2 separate regions of the Mus musculus genome follow, and region 2 is linked to region 1. The links are chromatin contacts, called in public Hi-C maps. All regions are on one chromosome and are shown on one strand. Each heading gives the region's core, a stretch centred on a gene start, on an enhancer-like site or on the middle of the called end of the contact. The rest is flanking DNA. Distances are from core to core; before and after follow the strand shown. Region 1 overlaps Gm26812 (a long non-coding RNA gene). Region 2 has its middle 32 kb from the start of Gm39268.

Region 1 (7,591 bases), core at 1,613-4,112:
GGGAGTATAATCAGAAAGGGCTCCACATTAGACAGATTGGAATTATATGCTGTTTGTCACCAAGGCTAGCAAGCAGTGACTTGCAAAGTGCTATTAAGAAGAGCTGCAGCCCCTAGGGGCTGGTGGAGGGTCATTTTAACACCTCCCAGATTCTCTCTCCCAAGATCCCAGGTAGAGCCTGTGGCTGTGACCTTCAAGGCCCAAAAGGATAATCTGGTGTGGGCTAATCAAGATCTTATCAGTTCAAGATCTTGAAAGAGGCAATTATGAATTGTCAGAAGAGACAGGTAGGCAGCCAGAGAGAAGACATGGCCAGGTTTATTTGAAGACAGAAGAAAGAGCTGCAGGCCCAAGAACTACAGGTGTATTCCTCCCAGAGCCTTCGATAGAAGCCACCCTGCCCACACCTTCACTTGGCCCACTGAGACTTCGTGTGGAAATCTGACTTTCGGGACTGTAACAGAATCCATCTTCCCGTGTGTGTTTTGAGACAAAAGGAAAGATCATGGGTGGTGGGAAGCCATTGCTGGGGTCCAGCTGAGCTGGCTAGGTAGGAAGGGGAGCCACAGGAGTGCCTAGGAGGGAAACGCCCAGATGGTCAAGGAGTACTGACACGTCCTACGTCACTGTACACTGAGCATCACACAGTGCATGGGGACCGTGGCTGCTCTCAGCAGGTGGCAGAGCAGGGCCAAGAGGGAATCAAAATCTTAACCTCCTTCATGAACCAGAAGTAGCAATGGAAAAGAAATTCCAGGGAGGATGGGAGGTGGTGGCAGGCTCAGCATGGGCTGGGGGACATGGCGGCTCTCTCCCTCTGTCCTCCCTTACATATGGCCCCCCCTGGTCTGCACCTCTGTGCTCTAACTACCCCGGGGACCTTTCTGTTCTTACATGTCACTAATCAGAAAATTGGGCTGGAGAGATGGCTCACAGTTAAGAGAACTGGCTGCTCTTCCACAGGACCCAGTGTTAATTCCCAGCGCCCACAGGAAGCTCACAACCATCTGTAACTCTAGCACTAGGGGAATCCAATGCCCTTAGTGCCCGGCGAACGCATGATGCACAGGCATATATGCAGACAAATCCCCCATGCACATAAAGAATGGGGAGGAAGAGGAGGGGGGGCAAGGGGAGGAGAAGGGGAGGGGGATAGGGAGGAGGAAGAGAAAGAAGAAGGGGAAGGAAGAAGAGGAGGGGGAGAGAAAAAGGAGGGGGAAGAGGAAGAGAAGGAAGAGAAGAGAAAGAAGAAGAGGAGGAGGAGGGGAAGGAGGAGGAAATGGAAAAAAAAAAAACTCTTTGGGTCCCAAAGTCAGATACTTTCCATAGACCCCAACTGTATAACAAGACAGAGCCAGGTGTCAAGAAGAGCAGAGCCCAGGGCCACAGCACCAATGACGAGAGCTTGTGAGACACACTCACCTGCCACAGACTCACCAGTCCAACTGTGATCAGGGGTGTCCCCGTTAATGACAAAGGATCGTCAGCACACTCAATGAACCCCAGAACCACCACTTCCGGGCTCCCCCGTGACAGCTCTGGTTGCCAGGCACATCTGTCTCCACCTCTGTGGGTTTCCCTAGCAGGACATCTCGTGTCCCTGGCTCATGACACATGGTCCTTTGTGTCTGGCTTCTCTTCTCAAGCAGCAGGATTTCCAGGTTCCTCTACATTGTAACATGTGGCAGTGCTTCGTGGTTGAGTGATACTCTGTCAGATGGATGCACCGCAGGCCTAGGTTTGTTCCTGCTGCTGGGATAAAACACCTCAGCAACTTTAAGAAAATGTTTATTTTGATCCAGGCACCGTGGAGAAGTCCAGAGAGGATTGGGAGCAGCTGGTCATATCCACAGTCAAGAACAGAGAGAGAGTGAACATGGCTGCCCGTGCAGGACCCCGGACTTAGGGGATGGTACCGCCCACGGTAGGATAGATTTCTCTTATGGCAATGATCAATCAAGCCAAACCCTCACTGAGCCTCTTCCCTGATGATTCTAGCTTGTTTTGACAACTAAAACTTTTATGCTTGGTGTGTTTGTTTGTTTGTTTGTTTGTTTGTTTTTCCAAGACAGGATTTCTCTGTGTCCTGGAACTCATGCTGTAGACCAGAGTGGTCACGAACTCGGAAACCTGCCTACCCCTGCCTCCTGAGTGCTGAGATTAAAGGCATGCGCCACCACCTCCATAACAATCAAAATTTAACCTCTACAACTGTATGTGTTTGCCTACCCATCAGGGGATGGACATTTGGAATAGAACCAAGAAGGAACTGACCAAGTTATACCCTCGCTATCAGCAAGAAAATCTTAGAACAACTTGCCAATATGCTAAAAAAAAAAAAAAAAAAAATGCTAACCCAGAATTCCAAACTCAGGGGATAAAGTCAACAAGGTGTTTTCTGACGGAGGGAATTTGTGCCAAATCAGAGAATTATAATTCCCCCAGGAATCTCACGCTCAGAGAAGAAAAAGGCTAAATAAAGCCTTGGCCAGCTGGTAGGGACGCTTTTCTTCTGGAAAGAGACTTGCAACTTTCAGACCTCCTTACAGGAGAGTGCAGCTGAGACTACTATGGAGGGTTGTGATGGACAGGACCACACCCAGACCAGGACTGCTTAGTTATGCTCTCTCGCCTTCCATTTAGCCTAAGTCTTTTTTTCTTTTTTCTTTCTTTTTTTTTTTTTTTTTTTGGTTTTTTCGAGACAGGGTTTCTCTGTATAGCCCTGGCTGTCCTGGAACTCACTTTGTAGACCAGGTTGGCCTCAAACTCAGAAATCCCCCTGCCTCTGCCTCCCAGTGCTGGGATTAAAGGCGTGTGCCACCACCTCTCGGCTTAGCCTAAGTCTTAATGTCAGGAGCTCAAAGGCAGATCTGAGGGAAGTCCCGGGACTTCTCCCTCTCTCTCCCAAAGTGGCTACTGAACAAACGCCCCCCTTTCCAACTTTTCCCCATGAATGTGGCTCTTTCAGTTGGATTTCCAGGACAGAGGCTAAGTCTGAGTTGAAAAGGCTGCCCGAGACACAGCTTCAGACCCTAAGGTGAGTTACGTTGTAACTATTCCCAGGGCATTCACTCTCATAAGCTCCTGCTTGGTAACACAGGCTGAAGGGGGAGGGGAGCAGGGCGCGTGCCTGAGTTCTGAGACACTGTGAGAGGGTTCAGGGAAGGAGATGAAGTTTCCCCAGCCTGTGGTTCCAGCCCTCCCTGCCCAGACTTGCGAATGGAGAAGCTTTGAGGTAGCAGGAACAGGAAGCTAGTCTACCCCAGGGCACGGCAGCCCTTCCAGTTTTCTTTTTTTTTTTTTTTTTTTTTTTTTTTTTAAAAGAGAGAGAGAGAGAGGGCTTAGCTTTATTTATTTATTTATTTATTTATTATATGTAAGTACACTGTAGCTGTCTTCAGACACTCCAGAAGAGGGAGTCAGATCTTGTTACAGATGGTTGTGAGCCACCATGTGGTTGCTGGGATTTGAACTCCGGACCTTCGGAAGAGCAGTCGGGTGCTCTTACCCACTGAGCCATCTCACCAGCCCCCTTCCAGTTTTCTAAGCTGTTAAGTTTGAAGCTAATTCGTTCTGACAGGCTTCCTCCTGGGGCACACATTATTAAAGGGTGCTGCCCCACAGGAGGCGTGGCTGCTGGGCACCTTCTCTGTGTAAAGACGCAGACGCCCCATCCTTGGGGTTAATGGGGCCCAGGCCTGGGTATACAGACACAGAGGCAGGTGCCAGGTGTCTGCCCAGTGTACAGCCTGTGCTGCTGTATGGAGCAGACCTGCCTGCTGGAGAAGGAGGAAGGGAACATGTTAGGTGTGTGCGTCCTCTTGTCTCCACCTTTCATCAGCTCATTGGACTGTGGAAGGGAGAAAGAGAGATGCTCTGACGGGGGGGGGGGGCAGGCCCATACCAGAAGAGCAGAGAGAGGAGGGGCGGGGCAGGGCAGGGAGGGGCGGGTGTCTTGGCAGCTCCCAGAGCTGAGCTTCTCAACCCTGGGCACAAGCTGTTCTCATGGCTTATCTGAGCCTTGGCCCTAGCCAGCTCTTGATGTACAAAGCCAGGCATTAGCACACACGCGCTGATCAGAAGAGAGTACTGTCCCTAGCCTTTCTTGCTTGTGCCTGTCTTTGCTGGAGGCCACTTGTTACCCAGCCCTGTCTTTCTCCTACCCAAAGGCTTCTTCTCCAGCCCTGTGCATCCGACCCGAGGCTTCTGTGGCCTGGGTTTGCCTGGGGACTTTTGGGTGGTAGACAAACAGAAACAGTCCTCTGTGACCACCGGCTGGAGTGTACCTGGTTTCTGCTCCTTCAAGGTCTGTTGCAGGCTGGTTTCCCATGATGTCCTTATACCATGGATGTGCCTCAAACCCAGTGCCATGGCAGGAGAGGGTGGGGCTCTGGATAGTGCAAGGACACAGACCATCAGCCACGCACCCCACTTAGCTCCCAGGTTTGTTGAATGAGGCAGGAGCGAGCATGCCCTTTCCCCCTGGGCTCCATGCAGTGCGCTCCCCTAATCGTGCCCTACGAGCGAGCACCTGTGTGGCTGGAAATATCAGGTGTAAGGCACTGGTTGCTGGTCTGAGCTGCTCTGACACGACCACCCTCATCTGGTGGCAGACAGCAGCTCATTGTGAGTTGTGTGTGACTACAGACACTGCTCCCAGGGAGGCAGAGGAGGCTAGAGGTCAATGAGACGCCTTCGAGGGACCAGGTACCAGAACCGCGGGAGCCAGAGGTATCTGTCTGTATTTTGATAAGAGACCTTGGTGATGCCTAAGGCTGGTCACCTACAACAATCAGATATACATTGGTTCCCTGCACCCCAGCAGGCAACCACAAGCGTTCCACCTGTGTCAGCCATTAAGCATCACTGCTGGCTATGCAGACTCCCAGGGGAGACACCTGACAAATCTAGAGTCATTTCTCAACTTTTCACAATTAACTAGTGTACTGGTTAGTTCTCTGTGTCAACTTGAGACAAGCTGGAGTTATCACAGAACAAGGAGCCTCCCTTGAGGAAATGCCTCCATGAGATCCAGCTGTAAGACATTTTCTCAATTAGTGATCAAGGGTGGGAGGGCCCATTGTGGGTGTTGCCATCTCTGGGCTGGTAGTCTTGGGTTCTATAAGAGAGCAGGCTGAGCAAGCCAGGGGAAGCAAGCCAGTAAGGAACATCCCTCCATGGCCTCTGCATCAGCTCCTGCCTCCTGACCTGCTTGAGCTCCAGTCCTGACTTGCTTTGGGGATGAACAGCAACGTGGAAGTGTAAGCTGAATAAACCCTTTCCTTCCCAACTTGCTTCTTGGTCATCATGTTTGTGCCGGAATTGAAATCCTGATGAAGACAACTAGGAAGGAGGACAGGCTGGCGTCTCTGCAGTGGAGGCCATGGCTTCTTGACATCCCACAGCACAGGTCACAAAGAAGAGCTCCATAAGAAAGAATTATAGGGTCTGGAGAGATGGCTCTGTGGTTAAGAGCACTGACTGCTGTTCCAGAGAACCCAGGTTCAATTCCCAGCACCCACATGGTGGCTCACAACCATCTGTGTGTGAATCAATCCCAGGAGAGCTGACACCCTCTTCTGGCCTCTTCAGGTACCAAGCACACAGATGGTGGAGCAAAGACATGTATGCATACACATAAAATAATTAAAAATAAATAGTTTTTAAAATTTGATGAGCAGGCTTCAAAGCAGGGTTACTCTATGCAGCCCTGGATGCCCTGAAACTCTCTCTGTAGATCAGGCTGGACTTGACCTCAAGAGATCCACCCGACTCTACCTCCTAAGTGCTGGGATTAAAGATGTGCACCACCACCATCTGGCAAAAATAGAGAGAAAGAATTATGTAGCCCAGAACTCAACTACCAAGATAGAGAAAGTGGGGTGAGAAGTGCTGTGATCCATTGGTTATGCCTGTCACTGGCACAGCATAGCTCACCGTTCATCGGTCTATCTGCAACCTTAATGGGCTGTGCATTCTGCCTTCCACCTCCCTTTTCTGTTCTCTCCTGGGTCTGCTGGCCCTAGGAGCCTTGGTGTGTGCTGGGGATGGGAGAGGGGCTGGACCCCATCTATCTCGTTGTATAATCTCAGGGGTTCCACATGTGGGGCCTCATTTAGATCTGTTTCCTTGGCGGGAGGTTCTGATACGGGTCAGCGTTGAAATCTCAGGGGCTCCTGAGAGGCAGGTCCTGAGAACAGAGGCACGAAGGGGAGCTGGTGAGATGGATCATCAGATAACTGCGCCTGCTGCCAAACTGGCACCCTGAGTTTAATCCCAGAGACCCACGTGGAGGAGGAAAGAGATGACTCCCCTGAGAGTCGTCCTTTGACTTCGGTGCCTGAGCCTGCCTGTGATCACAGATGAATATAGGAAGTAAAACAAAGTGGTTAATCGTGTTCTATGAACTACAGCTCAAAGTTTAATCCTCTTTAAAAGGTCTGGTGGTTTTGAGACAAGGACTCACTATCTGTGGCTGGCCTTGAACTCAGATCTTCCTGCCTCTGCCTCCAGATTGGGCGCTGGGATTAAAGGCAAACACCACCATATCTAGATTAATTTTTAAAAAGATTTATTTATTTTATTTATATGAGTACACTGTCGCTGTCTTCAGACACACCAGAAGAGGGCATCAGATCCCATTACAGATGGTTGTGAGCCATCATGTGGTTGCTGGGAATTGAACTCAGGACCTCTGGAAGACCAGCCAGTGCTCTTAACCACTGAGCCATCTCTCCGGCCCCGAATTTGTATGTTTCAAGAGAGTTGGCTTAGTATTTAAAAGTGCTGGCCACTCTTACAGTCACCTCTGGTTCAAGTCCTAGCACCTACATGGTGATGGCTCAAAACCACCTGTAACCCCAGTCCCAAGGGCTCTGACTTTCTCTTCTGGCCTCCACGGGCAACTCATACAGGTGATGCCCAGATATACATGCAAGCAAAACAGCCATACATTTAAATTAAAAATAAAATAAAATAAAGGGGCATTAGTCAGAAAATGAACAAAGCTGAATTTGGGTACCTTCTGTCCCAGAGTACTGCCCATGACCTGGGCAAGGTGCTAGGTGTGGCATGTTAGCCCTGGGCGAGCAGGAAAGGTGTTGGATATTGACACCCTGCCGTGGCATTTAGCCAAGAAGCACCTGCAGTCTTTCCCTGTTCTCAGAAGCAGAGTTCCCTGGACAAATAAGCTCTGCCGCAGTCACAGCCGCAGGGGAGAAACATCTTCCAGGACCCATATGGCTTCAATCACAGCACAAATGCCTTTGACACCTGGCCTTCCTGTCCATAGCGGCATGATGCAGAGCGTTCTGCTATTGGAAGAGATTTGCTATGCTATCCATCACTGGCCTGGTTCATGTGCCTTGCCTGGAGCCAAGTTACGGCTGTGCTGGAACATCACTAACCTGAAGAGCAGAAGAATCAAGACTGGGCCATGGCAAAGGCATGTCCCGTGCTGGACTCCAACACAACTTGGCAGAACTCTAGGCTCCTTCTGTACTGCCCAGAAGGCTTGGGACACTTGCTCAGGCCACAGTCTGACTACAAATGGCACATGCTCGCCTGGACCAGAGTCTGACAATGTCTTCCC
Region 2 (7,591 bases), core at 2,115-4,614, 320 kb after region 1:
GCGTTCCAGCAGACCAGCACCAGCGTATGTGAAAGGATGTGTCCTGATCCTTCTGTTCTCAAAGCTGAAGCCCCATCCCACCAGCCTTACCTCCTCCTGAGGGCGAGGCCACCGCTGTCATGACAGTCTCTGGTGAGCACTCAGCCTGGTGAGGGACACTTGCTCTGTCTCCTTGGATTGGGGAGGCCACGCTAGCTTTCTAGTACACAGGAAGTTAGCAGAGGAGAAGAGAGGCAGGTCAGGAACCTGGAATGGGGGTTAGGGGTAGGCGGCACGAGGCAAGCTTGAAGTGGGCCAAGGACAGAGAAGGTCAGTTGGCCCAGATTATTCCCAGGGAAAGAGAGCTGGGTAGCAGTGGGTAGAGGCCATGGAAGCGTGGGGCCTCTGGAGGCCTGTCTTGAGATTGTGACCCTTAGAGCCAGAAGCCAAACCCCCATGGGACTGCTGTGTATGGGATGGAGACCTCTGGCTTCTTAGGCAGCCTTTGCAGACAAGATCTCATGATTCCTTGCCAACTGGGTGCCAGCCCTGTTACCTTCCCCTTTTGAGAGGTCTTCGGGTTAATGGGGTCTTTGTCCGAGGCTCTAGGGTCCTACGACTCCCGAATTCAGTTTCCCTTTGCTGTTGGTAGGTCTTTAAGGAGCCCACCCTGTGAGAGAGGAGGGGCCCCCAGGGCTAGGCTCGTTCTTAGCAGCATCAGCCTGTGAAGGAGCTAGGTCTGAATGCTCAGGGGACAAGCCCCACCCAGCCTGTCTGCCTGACCCCATTTATACTTGAGTTGCCTGACCTGGGAAAGAAATTAGAACCTGACATCACCAATGCCCCCTCCTGTATTGGCATCTTGCTTGCCCTGGTGGAAGTCACTTCTTGTTCATCAAAGCCAGTTCTACTCTAGGAGCCTCTGGAGCTGGGCAGTGCTGCATGGACACTGGACTTGAGGTTGGCAGGACTAGGTTCAGACTTTGCCAACAAGCTGGTCATGCCAGCCGTCTGTCCAGTCATGTCGTGTAGACCATCAGAGACACCACTCCTCGTCCTCTCTCTTTCAAGTTTCTGGAACAAGTGCATACAGCCATGGGGTGTTCTAATGGTGTCTTCCCTCCTCTTGCTGCCATGAGACATTTGCCTGAAGCTGCAGGAGCTGGCCCTGAGTTGTATCCCCTCCCACACACATAGCTTCGTCTGCTTCATAGTGGCCCACAGCCCTATCTGATGCTGTCAGGCACCTATACTTTCGGGCAAGATCTTGAGAATGGATACAATGTTTCTACTTCGGTAGGCATCTTACCTGTGGGTAGAGTATGTCTATTCCTAAGTGCTTAGACTCACTAGCTCCAAGCCCAGTCGGAGGTGGGTGGGCACACCCTCCCCGGCCCCAAGCAAACACTGCTCTCAGGAAAAGCTGTTGCTGCTGCCTGGTACTGCCCCACTTCCTCTGCAAAGATGCTTAGCAGGGACAGGTAGGGGGCTTCTGACCCAAGCAGGAGGTTCCTAAGGACCCAAGTCACTCTGGGGCTACTGGGCACGTGCTCAGAGTCTCTTTCTAACCAATGACTGTTGGGAGCAGTTTAAGATTTTCCTGAAGAATCCTCGTAAAAAGTCACCCTGGGGTGTGAGCAGAGGCCTGGAAGGAAATAAGGCCACCTATTTGTGGCCACTTATCTGAGGCTAGGACAGTAAACCTGAAGGAATCCATACTGTCTCTACACACTGTCGCCCCTCCCACACCATGACTGAGTTCGCAGGGCCAGTGCCAGGAGCCCCGAACATCTGCAGATGGGAAATGACAAGAGGGGATAGCGGGGCCAGCAAGAGTGTTCTAGGGGCCCCTTTGACTCATGGTGACTGAGTCACCATTCACCCCAGGGAGCCATGAGCAGTTGTGAGCATCATGTTCCCACAGTCCTCCACGAAGCTCTGGGCTGTGCAGAGCAAGGCTCAGACATTGCTTCCAGTCTCTGTGGCATCTTCAGCGTCAGGAGCAGAGAAGCCAGGCCAGGGAGAAGGCTCGGTGTGTAAGGTGCTTGCCGTGAAAGCAGGAAGACCTGAGTTTGGTCCCCTTGAACCTGTGTGAGGGTCAGGTGTGGCAGTGCACATCTGTGAGGGTGGTCCAAAAACAGGCAGATCCTGGGGGCTTGCTGGCCAGACAGCCAACCAAAAGCAAAGCGCTCCAGGTTCGGGGAGACATGCTTGTTTCAGACAACAAACAAACAAAAAGCAGAGCTGGCTAAAGCAGGACATCTGAAGGCCACCTCTGTCTGTCACTTGCTCACATGTGGGTGCTGCACACATGGGCACACATGTGCACATACGTGTTTATACCTGGGTACACACATGTGCACATACGTATTTATACCTGGGTACACACATGTGCACATACGTGTTTATACCTGGGTACACACATGTGCGCATACGTGTTTATACCTGGGTACACACATGTGCACACACACACACAGAATGTTGAAGTCAAGGAACCACCAGGGGAGGTGCCAACCTGAAGCTCCCTCCCTGTCCTGCTGGTACCTTGTTCCCCCTCCCCCGAAGCATCTGTAGCTAGCAGCTATAAACTATGGAACTGGTTCCTGGACTCTGCCCTTCTGCTAAGATAGAAACTACAAGTTACGGGGCCAGCACACACCGTCCCAGCCGTGCCCCGACAGGGCTCCTGCTTGGATTTGGGTGTTAGCTCTGTTTCTCTGACTCAAATTCTGAGTTCAGGGATCCCGAAACCACACTCATGGACCACGATGGAGTGGGTGGTTTAGAAGCCCCCAGAACTCCTCACACTGTGAGGTAGTGTGAGCCATGTTGCGTACAGACATTGCCGAGAGAACACACCTGGGCACCAGTGCCTCCTGGTCCTTCTGTGGTTCAGTGCGTGCCTGGCACCCAGGGGTCCTCACTGGAGGATGTCTGCATGTCTAGGAAATAGGAGGGCATGCACACACACATGTGTACACAGGCTTGCACACCGTGCCCATCCTCACATGCACACAATGCCTATGCCCACACATGCAGTACATCCCTCACACTCCCGTACACACATTTCCAATACACACATGTACAAAGTCCCGTAGCTGGCTACCCTGCAGGAGCCCAACATGTAGAACCTGGATCCTGTCGTGGGCTTAAGGAGGAGTTCGAGGACATGCAACGTGAGCCTCCTGCCCAGTTGCCTGCATTACCAGGTGCTGCGTCCCATGCATGCACTCTGCATTCAGTGCCCCACCCTGTCCGGGAGGCACTGCATGAGGTGAGTCTCCTTTGCTGGCTAGGGACTTAAGGGACTGACAGCTCTGCCCGAGGCCCCTATTCACGGGGTCTGTAGACAGTGGGTGGCTCTAACATCCCACTTAGTTGAGTTGTCTAGGGTGTGACACACAGTGTTACTCAGTGGCTGTGAGCACCCACACCTCCATGCCATGTGGACAGAGACACCCAGGGTTTGCTTTTCTAAGTAGAGTTGAACAGGCTCTGCTTAAAGACATTTCCACTCCATCTCCACCTCAGCCAGAGCTCAAGGAGGTAAGGCAGTGAACTCTACAACATCTGTATTTAGCTGTAACTCAGTCTACAACATCTGTATTTAGCTGCTGTAACTCAGGCAGCATAAAACCCTCCTTCCAAAAGCAAACAGCCCAGTGGATATATTCAGAGCTGTCCAGCCGTCCTACTATCTCGGTCCATAGTGCCCCTTCCGCCCTGGAGAAGAATCCCCATAGCCCTTGCTGCACTCATGGTCGCTCCCCACCCCGCAGCTGCTAAGCTCCCCTCTGTCTCCATACATTTGTCTTTCCTGACATCTTATGTAACAGAACCAGGCAGCATGTGGTCTGGCTTCTTTCACTCAGCAAGCTTCAAAGTGCTGTGGCATGAGTCAGCTCCCCGTCTGTCCTTATGGCTGAGCGATGATGGCACTGCGTGAGAGACCGCACTGTGGAAGTTCTGACCAGTTCCCACTGTTGTTAGGAGTAAGAGACATTTGTGTAGGGGTTTCACTGTGGATGGAAGTTTCCATTTGTCCTGAGTATAAATCTATGGGTGCGATCACGGAGTCCCATGGCCACTCTGACTCCCACATGCTGAGGAATGGTCAGAGTGGTAGAGCAGGTAGCTCAGAAGTTGACTACTCCTGCCAGCAGCGCAGAGGAGTACAGATTCCCCGTACCATCGCTAAGCCATGACTATCTTCTCGCTAGCTGACCTTGTGGGTGTGAAACGGTTTCAATTTGCATTTTCTTGCACCTAATGATCCTCTTCACCCTTCTGAGCACTGACCAGCTGCCTTCTCCTCCTCGGAAGAAGTGTCCGTTCAGATCTGTCCTAACTACATTTCTGGTTGCTGTGACAAAATCCCTGGAATCGCCTCCCTCCTGTGCACGGCAGGTTTATTCTGGCTCATGGTACAAGGAAGGATAGGGTCGGCTGTGGTAAGGAAGTCATGGAGCAGCGTGTGGCAGGCGGCCACGTAGCATCTGCAGTCAGGAAGCCGGGACAGACAGGGAATAAGGCCAAACAGAAAACCTCAAGGACTGTGGGGGCTGGAGAGCTGGCTGAAAGGTTAAGAAGTTTCTCTTGCAGAGGGCCCAGGTTCAATTCTCAGCATCCACAAGGTGGCACATAACTGCAACTCCAGTCCCAGGGACTTAGATACCCTCCTGACCCCTGAGAATACCAGGCACATCCGTGGTGTACAGACATACATACAAGCAAAACATTCTCGCAAGCAAGCAAATAGACAGACAGACAGACAGACAAGTAAATCTAAGAAACCAAAACAAAACCTCCAAGGCCCACCCGTAGTGACCCTCTGCCTCCAGCAAGGCTCTGCCACCTAAAGGTTCTACAACTTTCCAAAACTGCATCACCAGCCGGGACCAAATACTCACACACACACACACACACACACACACACACACACACACACGAGCCTGTGGGATTTCTTTCATATTCAAACCACAGGGAGACCCTCTGCCAAGTTTCTAATTGGATTTTTGCCCTTCATTGTTGTCTTAAGAGTTGTGCATCCTAGCAGGGTGTGGTGGTACATGTCTCGAACCCATACTTAGGAGGCAGAGGCAGGTAGGTCTCTGTAAGATTGAGGCCAGCCTGGTCTATGTAATGAGTTCCAGCTAGCCAGAGCTACATAGCAAAACCCTGTCTAAAGAAAGAAAAGAAGGAGAGGAAGAGGAAGAGGGGGGAAGAGGAGGAGGGGCGAAGAGAAGGAGGATGGGGTAAGAGGAGGAAGGGGAAAGAGGAGGGGGGAAGAGGAGGAGGGGGAAGAGGAGGAGGGGGGAAGAGGAGGAGGGGGAAAGAGGAGGGGGAAGAGGAGGAGGAGGGGGAAAGAGGAGGGGGAGGAGGAGGGGGGAAGAGGAGGAGGGGGAAAGAGGAGGGGGTAGGAGAAGGAGGGGGAAAGAGGAGGGGGAAGAGGAGGGGGGGAAGAGGAGGGGAGAGGAGAGGGTTAGTTGTATATTCTAGGCTCAGCCCTTATCAGACAGTTTGCAAAGTGTTTCCTCCCATCCTCTGCACTTCTCGGCCACCCTCTTAACATCATCATTTGATGCAAAGGAATTTGCTCAAGGAAGCCATATTTGCCTTGTTGCCACGTGTGACTTTGGGCCCATATCTAAAAGACTGTTGCTAAATCAAGGTCATAAAGATTCACTCCTGAGTCTGTCCAAGCCTATCAGGGTTTAGCCTTGAATTCAGGCTTCAGCCCATTCTGAATTCCCTTCTGTAAATGGCGTGAGGTTGGAACCCGGCTTCGTCATGCCACACGTAGAGACCCAGTTGACCCCCTTGACCTGCTGGCGCTCTGCCCTTTGTCTTCTCAAACACCGTACTGCACTTGAGGGTTGATGTCTGGACCCTGAGTGTCCTCCCACTTCCTCTCCTGAACCAACACAGCCGGGGACCAAATATTCACACACACAAGCCTGTGGGCTTCCTTTTATGTTCTCTTGTAGGTTTAGTCAGCTTTGAGGTTGGGTGTGTCCCCAGCTCTGTGCGTCTTTGTCAGTTCTGTATTGTATACTTGGGTTCCCTTTCATTTCTGTAGAATTCCAGACCAAACCAGCAGTTTGGGCAAGAAGGCCAGCAAGATTGCAACAGGGATGCTGTGTAGCCCTGAATGCTTTAGGAGTTCTTAGGAATCTAGAGATGTCTACCAAAAATGAGTTCAAATCCCAAAGCCAGGTCTTAAATCTTCCATGGCCAAGAACCAGAACATATTGGTAAAGCCCAAGATTATGTGGAGAGTTGCCCCCCCCCGTCCTAGTGGACTCTGTTGGGTGTAGAGCGAGTTTAGGGGCCCTAGACACAGACCACTCTTTCCCTCAGTGCTTCAGACACTGTCCCAAGTGCCACCTCTGAAGTTTGTAGGCGGCACCTCTCAGATCTCCCACCTTGGAGCTGGGTCCCCTCCTTGAACCCATGTCACATCCATGTCTGAGCCAGGCTGGTGCCCACAAGGCATTCCTAGGCAGTGCCAACTTTGGCTTCACCATTGCACTAAAACGGTGTCCACTATGCCCCCACACCCTGCAGACAACACATCCCTTCCCTCCTTGGACCCCTTTCCCTCATTCTACTGCTGGGACCTCTGGAGTCTTTCCATTATCCTGTCCTTGTAGGAGCTTTGCAGAGACCCACACTGGCCTCCACCTCTCAGAAGAAGGAGGGGATTCTGCTAAATGCAGTAACCGGGGGTGGGGGTGGGGTATATAGCAGGTGTTGGCAGTTTGAGTGGCAGGACATCGTGTGGATCTCAGTACCCCTCCTGGGCCTAAAGCCCCAACTATATCCTGAAGCTCCCATGGTACTCCAGGCCTTGGCAGAGGCAGCCTCTCAGAAACTAGCCCTGTCTTGTTTGGGATTGTCTGTCCCTTGGAATATTCCATGAAGAGCTTATCACCGGGGTGACCACCCTTGCCCCTGGGTTCACCTCTCAGATACCTCTGGGCTCCCGAGCTACAGTGTGAGGTATGAAATATCTCCTTGGGGTGTACCCCAGGCCAGCCTCATGGGGCTAGAATAGAACCCAGAGGCCGCTGCAGTGTGATCACCTCTCAGCCAATAGCTGACCTCAGGAGGTCACAGGTAACTGGAGCCTCCCAAGGGGACAGCATCCCAAGATGCCTCAAGTTGGGATTCAGGAACAGGTGGTGGTATATGCTAGAACCAGTCTGAGCCTGCCTCCCCCAGACACCTGAGGCTCTCAATAGGCAGGCATCTCTCTCACTAGGAGTTCCCAGCCCCAGGATCACCACCACAGTCTCAGGGATGTGACCCTACCTACTCACTTGTCCCTACCAAGAACCCAGGACTCCCTAATTGCCACCCTCCACACCACTGTGTGTCTGTGTAGCACTGGCCAGCTGGAGGTGCCCGGGGACTGATGTACCGGCTTAGGAATTCCCCATCGGCCTCAGGGAGGGGACCATGGGATGAGGCCCAGCCTGTGGGGAGCCCTCAGCCTGCCCCTTGATTTGCAGCTATTCTCCATCTTTTCTCCAACCATAATTTCTGCCCTCCCTCCCAGTCCCCGGCAGAGTTGGCTAAACCAGAGAGGGGGCAGGAATCACAGCGGTGT

The links. A called contact is a pair of places that touch in the nucleus more often than the background predicts.
Region 2: a Hi-C map of the N1E-115 cell line shows a contact between it and region 1, with 2.8 times the contacts expected there. The contact joins two enhancer-like sites. A contact is called at or near these places in 2 of 484 Hi-C or Micro-C datasets (the N1E-115 cell line and embryonic stem cells) and 1 of 115 datasets of contacts at active chromatin or transcription factors (pancreatic cancer cells).

Annotation. Positions count from the first base shown.
Region 1 is chr8:121,858,294-121,865,884 of GRCm38.p6, forward strand. Gm26812 (a long non-coding RNA gene) reads left to right here. Exons shown (of 4, transcript XR_879277.2): 2 at 1,803-1,924. Among named protein-coding and RNA genes, the nearest start is that of Gm26812, 10 kb to the left of the region's middle. Within about 2 kb of position 2,863, at least 62 of the 459 cell types and tissues checked have an H3K27ac peak or open chromatin away from gene starts, as enhancers often do. A contact at or near this core is called in the N1E-115 cell line, where this site is marked.
Region 2 is chr8:122,177,732-122,185,322 of GRCm38.p6, forward strand. It overlaps a transcript of Zfp469 not described here. Among named protein-coding and RNA genes, the nearest start is that of Gm39268, 32 kb to the left of the region's middle. Within about 2 kb of position 3,365, at least 87 of the 459 cell types and tissues checked have an H3K27ac peak or open chromatin away from gene starts, as enhancers often do. A contact at or near this core is called in the N1E-115 cell line, where this site is marked.